Regions from separate parts of the Arachis hypogaea genome. Here region 1 is linked to region 2. A link is a contact called in public Hi-C data. All regions are on one chromosome and are shown on one strand. The core of a region is the stretch at or near the end of the contact, and the rest is flanking DNA. Distances in the headings are between cores, read along the strand shown. Region 1 holds the start of LOC112745138. Region 2 holds the start of LOC112745089.

Evidence for each region. Hi-C and Micro-C count contacts between places; a contact is called where the count stands out from the background.
Region 1: a contact with region 2 is called in a Hi-C map of an unstated tissue, with 2.2 times the contacts expected there. The contact joins the promoter of LOC112745138 here to the promoter of LOC112745089 in region 2.

The regions. Positions count from the first base shown.
Region 1 is chr2:60,312,343-60,316,711 of arahy.Tifrunner.gnm2.J5K5, reverse strand. LOC112745138 reads right to left here and starts at 2,311. Exons shown (of 7, transcript XM_025794849.3): 1 at 1,896-2,311; 2 at 1,720-1,812; 3 at 1,135-1,279; 4 at 901-1,011; 5 at 668-750; 6 at 534-591. The coding sequence starts at 2,162.
Region 2 is chr2:59,949,860-59,954,245 of arahy.Tifrunner.gnm2.J5K5, reverse strand. It overlaps LOC112745089, which reads left to right and starts at 2,995. Exons shown (of 3, transcript XM_025794848.3): 1 at 2,995-3,576. The coding sequence starts at 3,228.

The DNA of each region.
Region 1 (4,369 bases), core at 1,062-3,561, 360 kb before region 2:
GCCATTGGATGAAATCTCACACCAATCTCACACCATCAAATCATCATTGATGGCTAGTCCATGGCTACCAATCACAAATGTTGCTGGCCCCCTGGCATTGGTCATAAAAAAAATAAGTACTTTTTTCAAAAACCAATTCGAATTGACCCTAATAGTAGTATTTAGGTCAGAATTTGGCATGTATAGTATACGTAATATGTAATGTATTTTGTTGTTTCCCAAACCACCAGCAAAATGAGCATATATAATCCACTTGATTCTGACTAATCTGCCTCAAGTATAGTTGAGCCTATTATGGGTAAAGGTCTAAGATGTTAAATATTTCTTTTCATAAGACTTGAACATGAGACCTTACTATTGGTAAAAGTCTCAGGTCCTGAATAGGGACAAGGCGATAGGCTAAAGCACCGCAAAGACAAAAGACTCAACAGAAGAAAATAAATGTGGCTGAAAAGGTGAGTGTGGAATTATTTGTATATGTACTTGCTATGTAACAAAACTGGAAGGCAAGCGCATATATAGTGTATACGTACTTGCTATGTAGTCCTCTGTATAATCTGTCTCAATTTTCCCATGGGCCATTGCTCCCACCTGAAAAATAGATTATTAAATTTCATATCAACCGAGATAATAACAATAACATAGAGAGTTGAACTTCGGAGAGTACCACAAAGACAAGGTCTGTATTACTGGGTATAGTTGATACATAGTCCCTCATGGTTACCAGCTTGTCTGAACTGTAGGAGAGACCTAATATTGAAAAAGGAAAATACCGATGGTAAAAAATGGAAATAAGTATCATCCTGTTTTCTCTTTCCAACCACCAAGAGAAACTCCTTCTCAACAATCATTTAACCTTGCTTGAAACAATTTTCAATACAACTGTAAAAGAAAAGTCACCTATTTTTCGAGAGTTAAGAGGCAAATACTGGGTTACAGGGTTTTTTATTGCGCGTAGAAGCTTCTCACGCTTGCCAGCAGCAGATATGCTCAATTTTTGCAGCAGTTCCACTGCAAGATAGTAAAATTTATTGAGATTGATAAATGAGAGCTCGTTCATTTTTCTCGCTCGAAAAATTCAATGCAAAATACATAAAAGTGCACACAGATGGGAATCGACAAGTTGTAACTTACACATAACACCAGAGAACCGCTTAAATGTTCTGGGAATACGAACATATGGCTTAACCTCTATAAGAACACCTTTTTCAGTCTTTATATAAACTGCACGCAACCTCCCAGCCTTATTCAGTGGGCTATCCAAAATAGATAGAAGAGCCTAAAAACATAATTTGGCAAATATCAAGATTTAAAATAACACATAGCAGCAGAAAAAAGCTATAATGATACAACTTTCAAGAGAAAAATAAACAAATGAACACACACCATGCTATTTAGAACATTGTTTGGAAGTATAAAGATAAGAGGAATGACAGTGATATTTTAATTATACCCATGTTTGAAAATAACTCATAGGCTGCGTTTGTTTATAGGAACGGGACAATGAGACGACACAGAGACACAAAATCGTGTTTGACAGATGAGACATGGATAGAGACATTATGTTGGGAACTGAATGAATGTATTTTGTGTCTATTCTAACAGAAAGGATAGAGACACTAACAAGGGACACAAAGCCAATTGAAACTCCTAGGCATGTAAATATTTGAAAAAACAAAGTCAAAAACAAATTCTAGAAAGTTCAACGAACAAACCAACCTGATGCGTAATGTCAGGCCTATAATCACCGGGGTTCTTGTTATTCTTTCGGAGGAAATGGCCATGTTCATCCGAGTTCAAGAGCTGATAAGTCTGCACCCAAAAGACCCCAATTTACAGTGAAACGCAACAACCAAAAGCCATAGGATCAAAATGCAATTTAATAAAATTATTACCTTGCCAACTTTGGCGACCTCCAAAGAAGCCTTTTCGAGGATGAAGATGACGTTGGGCTTGTCAGTTTGAAGTTCGGTTGGGGCAATTGGGATGCCCGGCAGTTCTTCGTTGTTATCAGCGGGTTGTTGTTGTTGTTGTTGTTCTGGTTCTTGGCGCTTTGGCTGCGGTTGCTGGTCTTCTTGGTGGTAATCTTGATCTTCCTGGCGGTCGTATTTGGGCTCAGCTAGCTTTCGCTTCCGCCCCTTCCCGCCGTATGCCCTCGTCATTGCCTTACCCTTTTTCAGTCAGTGTGCTGCTAGGGTTGTGGAATGTGGACTTCCCTTGTCCTAAAAGTTCCCTTCATTACAATAACTCTTTAACACGTACATAGTGGCTTCATTTGTTTACAGATAAAGGACACTAAACATAAAATTGTGTTTGATAAAGAAATACGGAAAAAAATATTATATTAGAAATATTAAATTAATGTATTTTACGTATATAGAGACATTAATAAAAAATATAATTTATTTTTTACTTTTTATTATTTTTATTAATTTTTTATAATTATATTTTTCGTCTCAAATTTTTTGAATGAAAAAATTAACAATAAATTAGATTTTTATAATTTGTTCTAGTTTGTCGTCAAACAGAATATAAAATACAAAATTTTATATATCTGTTCTTTATGTCTGGTTATCAATGTTTTGTCTTATCCTGTTCTCAAAAATAAACACAGCTAATTCAGTTTTCAATTTTGATCTGGACTAATGTATATTAATCTCCCTTCTATTATTTCTTTTCGAAAAAGTGCCTTTAATATTTTTCTCTATCACTTGTAGTTATTAATTTAATTCTTTTAATTTAGTATTTACTTTACAACTAAGAGAAAGAAAAATATATGATACTTAGATAGTACATGTTCAAAACACATAACAAAAAATCAATTTTTTTTGTTAAACTCAACAAATATGATGAAAGATTTATAACTTTTGAAAATGATAGAAAGAACAATATTATTGTCATTAGTAAAATAGGTAAGGATTTTTTTACTTTCATAGACAATATAGTCTTAATTAAAGAATTGAAGCATAATCTCTTGAGTATTAATTAATTGTGTGACATAGTATAGTAACTTTCAAGAGACTTAAATGTATTGTTCTTGATAAAATTTTTAAAAAGGTTTTATTTGTTGCTAAAAAATATGATAATGTGCATGGTTTAATTCTAAATGAACTAAAATATCAAAATATCACTTTTTTTCATCTTTCGAATATTAAAAATAGCTTTGGCAAAAGAGATTAGGAAATGCGAGAATATTTCAAATTTTTGAATTTGTATAAAAAATTTAATGAGAGATCTTTCTAAAATCAAATTTGATAAAGATGTAAGTATGTCTCTCATAATGCTGTTACTTGGTAAGAAAATCATACATATTACATGTTATCCTAAAGTTGTTCCAAGTTTTCTTAATGAAAGTACTGCATGTATTAATGTTGAAAATACTAGGAATAAAACTCAAGACCAACAAAAATCAGATTCACTATAAGTTGTACTAGAAAATTCTATAATAAAAGATTCTATAGAAGACAATTCTATAAGAAGTGCTAAGAGGTTAGCAAGTTTTATAATTTATAGCTGTCAACTAACTATCATTAATGTTTTTAATGGTGTGAGATTATACCTAATAATGTATCACTACAAGAAAGTATCAAGATAGTGACCGAAAAAATTGGTTGCTAATAGCGACCGATTTAGCGATCGATATATATTTTCTAAGACAGAAAAAAATTGGTAACTAAATCCGTCGCTAAATTATATTTAGCGACCGATTTTAGCTACCGAAAAAATCGGTCACTAATAGCAACCGAATTAGCAACTAATAAGGTTTTAATACAACTATAGTAAAGTTGATCATTAAAATCGGTTGCTAATTTTTCATTTAGCGACCGAATTAGCAACCAAAACAGAAAGTAATATCTTTAGGACTGTTGGTCACAAAATCGGTTGCTATTTTTTATTTTAGCGACCAATTTTGCAACAGATAGTGAAATAGGGTAAACAATTGTTTGGTCGCTAATTCAGTTGCTAAATTACTGGTCGCTAAATCAGTTACTAATTGTTAAGTTAGCGACTGATTTTAGTGACTAACAGAATCAGTCACCAATAGTCACCGAATTAGCGACCGATTAATTTTATGCAACTAGAATATAAATAGTCACTAAAATCAGTCACTAATTTTTAATTTAGCGACCGCATTAGTAACCAAAACAAAGAAAAAAATATCTTTTAAACTCTTGGTCACAAAATCGATCGCTAATTTTTTTATTCAGCTACCAATTTTATAATCGATGTATAAGTGAATAGAATAACATGATTGATCACTAAAATTGTGGTCACTAAATCCATTGCTAATTTTCAAATTAGCTACCGATTTTATAATTAAATCAGTCGCAAAAACGATCCCTAATTTAAAAAAAAATACATCTAAATT
Region 2 (4,386 bases), core at 1,746-4,245:
TTTTTTTAAAAAGGTTTTGAATTTTTAGATAGTTAAACCGTCGATTTTTAAAAGATTCATAAGATAACGATAATTACATAACTCAAAAATAATTTTCTTATTAAACGCTTTCATATGACAATTCTAAAATTATGTAGTGAGACTGTGATTAGATTCTTACCCTATAAATTTATCTTTTTAGAAATCGAATGAAGGAATCATAAGCTTTTTCTATTTACTAGGATTATTCAAAACAAAAACAGAATATATCGAATTGAGATCCAATAAAAAAGAATGACACTTAAACGTGTAGTATATGAATTTTGAAGTTTCTCCTTACTTTTCCTATAGCAAAATCGAAGCTTAATTATTATCACTACCCATTATGTTAATCAATTCTCATAATTGTCAATGATACTTTTATTTTTTATTGGTAACAGTAATCTCTTCCATATTATCCTTATATCTTGATCTTGATGGTTGATTTTTTTTTTTTAAATATAATCAAATGAGCATTTATACCAATGTCAATCCTGAAATTTTATTGCACAATCAATCAAACCATAAATTAAAATCAATCCTCAAGCAATCAACCAAATGTTTGTTATCACAATAAATAATAAAATCTTTTTCAAACTCAAAAATTTTAATTCTTTTTTATTTTTTATGTTATAATTTTTTTACATTAATATTAATTAGAGTTGATTTAGTTAAATTATTTTGTTGTTATTATAGTGTGTGAGTGTGGATAATAATAATAGTTTTTAGTATAACAAGATATCTATTTATTAACAAAAAAATTTTAGATATATTTTAAGGTTTTTATTGTAGTTATTATTATTAGCACATATTTAGAATAAACTATTATTTCTACCGACGAAAATTTTAAATGCTGACAAATCTATCTATGAATAAAAATTAAAGTTATACCCATGAAATATGGGCATGTACAACAAAATTATTCAAACACTGAAAAATAGATTTGGATCCTCTAAAGTTTGAATTTCACTTTAGATAGTAAAGGGTGATTTTCTACCCTTGAATAGTTTCTCTTTTATATTTATTATTAGTCCCACCTATAAAATCAATGGTGAAAGATCACACTTTACTCTCTAAAAGTAAAATTCAAACTTTAAAAAATCCAAATCCCTAAAAAATTATCTAAAAGTTTCAAATTGTTCTTTTTTTTAATCCTAATCTCAACACCCCTTCCCAAATATATACCCTTTCTTTTTTCTTTTAATGACCACCACCTCCTTCACCGACACTGCTGCCACCAACCATCACTCCTAAATCTCAACCTTCCTTTTATTCTGTATATAACACAAAGAATAATACAAGCTACGATAAAATCAATACAACTACTCATCAATAACCATCATCATCATCACCATCATCATTTTCTTCTAAGCCTTAATGAAGCTTTCTGATTGTTTTGATCCTATCCTGACCATGATAGCTCTGATGACGACCATCAACACCAGTCCTTCTTTGAAATGGGTCCTACTCTGCTACCAGATCTGCCCACCGAGACACTGTTTTTTATCTCTTGTTGGTTTGAATAAGCCTTTATAGTTTTAGTTTCCGGCCACTGTCTCCGGCGTCATGCTATCCACACTGTTTTATTGAATCGACAATTCTCAGGTACCAAGAAAAGTAGTCACCGGATCCTAGCTCATAGCCACAACCTCTTTGGCTGAAAATTGACGCCACCAATTATGGTTTTGTTGATGATGGTATTGGTTAGCTCTCTCTTAAATTGTATCTAAATGTAAGATCTTCTAGTTAGGCTTTAATTGCATTTTGTTCCTTGGTTCTTGATCTCTTCTAGAATTGAATTTTTCGATGGCTCTTGATCTGAGACGTCACTACCTCTTAAGAATTTTAGAATGTCTAGGTATGAGTTATTAGTGGGAACAAATAATAAAGAAGTATAAGAAGTAGAAAATTCAAAAGAACTGAATAAAAAATTTGAAGAATTCATTAGGAAGATGAGACAAGAAATCAGGATTGAAGGGAGAGGATCATGGTCGTGAAGACTGTTGTGAGAAGCGCAATAAGAAAAAGGGTGTAGACGATGGTAAGGTAGGATCATGATCACGGAGAAAGGTGGGACTGACAATTGGTGGCAGTAGTGTTGGTAAAGAAGGTGGTGAAATCCAGAATAAAGAATAAAGGGAGGGTTGATATTTAGGGAAGGAGTGTTGAGATTAAGGTTAGGAAAAAGAGTAATTTAAAATTTTTAAATAATTTTTCAATGCGTATATAATTTTATCGTACGAAACCATCTTCATGGGTACAATTTTAATTTATTGTACTCCATAAATTTACTGTGATTAAAAAATAGAATATAAGATGACATATTTCAGTTTACAGAATATTTTTGTTTATTAATTAATATTATTATGATAATTATTTTTATTTATTATTATTTGTAATTAAAAAATTCTTCTTCTTTTAATTATTTTGATAATTTAATTACTATCCTAGTTCTTGTAATTTTACTAAATTTGTAATTAAATTTTTATATATTTTTTTCAATTAAATTTCTACACTATTTTAAATTTTGTAATTAAATTCTTACTAAATAAAAATATTAGAGTTAACAAATTATTTTTCTGTAAATTGAAAAAATATTCTATTAATTTTAATTTTTTTAACATAAAAAGAACTTAATTATAAAATTAAAAATAATATAAAAATTTAATAAAAAATTATAAAAATTTAATTGTTAATTTAGTAAAATTACATTAAGAAACAGAATAATTAAACCTATTTTAACTATTTTTAACGATTTATATTTGAAAAAAAAAATCAAAGTCTCACTCAATTGAAATCATTACTAACGATTTCATTTTTCTAAAAAAGTAAATTTCAATTAATTAAAATCATTACTAAAAATTTATTTTTTCTGTCAATTCAAATGATTACTAACAATTTTTTTAGAAAAAATAAATATTAAAAAATTGAGTAACCATTTATCTTTTCTAACCACCTCCATATTAACAAAATTCATTGATAAAATTTCAATATTTTGATAAATCTCAAATCTGACCCCAATATTCAAAAAATTCGCCACCGAACACAGTCTTTTTATACATGGTATAGATTGCCAAACTTTTCACTAGTATACGCTTCTAGTGTTATATGTCCCTGTCTGGTTTCTTTGTCAAACTCCTCATTTTCCTCATTTTCCCGTTCTTTCAACAACATCACCTCCACTCAAATCGCCAAGCCCAAATCAATCAATGCCGTCACAGGTCTCCGACCACCTGGAACCATGGCACAACCTCCAAGACAAGGTTGTGTTAGTCACCGGCGCTTCCTCCGGGCTCGGCCTGGACTTCTGCCTCGACCTCGCCAAATCCGGCTGCAGGATCGTGGCGGCGGCTCGCCGATTGGACCGCCTCAGGTCTCTGTGCGACGAAATCAATCAGATGGCCTCGCCGGAGAAAGGCAGCGGTGCAAGTAGCCACCGTGCGGTCGCCGTGGAACTCGACGTGTGTGCCGATGGCCCCACCATCGAGAGGTCTGTGCAAAAGGCGTGGGACGCGTTTGGGCACATTGATTCCTTGATTAACAACGCTGGCGTAAGAGGTAAATCTAAAACTCTTCGGAAACAAAATTGTGATCATTATTCTTGCCCGAAATTAAAGCTTATCTATTAGGGAAACCATAGTGCTGCATGTACATCTCAAAGCTGTTACTAATAAGCCAGTTATATAAAATAGAAAAACTCTTGGGGCAGCAATTTTTAATATTTTAAGCACCAGCGCAAACACCAAATTATCACAAATAAATTTTAATAATTCATAAGTGCAAATTCTAAAAAATATGAGTGAAATTTTATTGATTCATGTGTGTAAAATTCTGGTAAATATAAGTGCAAATTATATGTTTATGGTGTGCAAAAGGTTTGTAAATATGGATGCAAATTATTGCTGGTCAAGTTCTAGCCAAAAATAATAACATTTGCTGGTCATATAGCATTGTTCTATAAAATATATATATGAAAATATGAAATACATATAAATATGAATTCAATTTTGATAGTTTTACACGTGCATCTAATTATGAAATTCACTGTCAACAAAAATAATTATCTTCTACGTTGACCTGGTCATCTAAAATGACTGTTGTGATTGAACGATATTTTACACTAATGGTATCAAAATTAAATTTTATAAATATTTACATAATATTTTTGAACTCCATTACGGAGTAAAGCATCATTGTTGACAGTTTATTGTGCTTTTGAATCAGTAGCTGTTATAATTTATAGTTGAATGGAGACATGCTGTTGGAAACTCCAGGTATTCCTTGATGCTTGCAACGGTTTGCACTTGGTCATGTGTTTGTAGCCAGCTTGAGGTTTCTTGAAAATAGGCACAAGGAATTTTTCTTTTC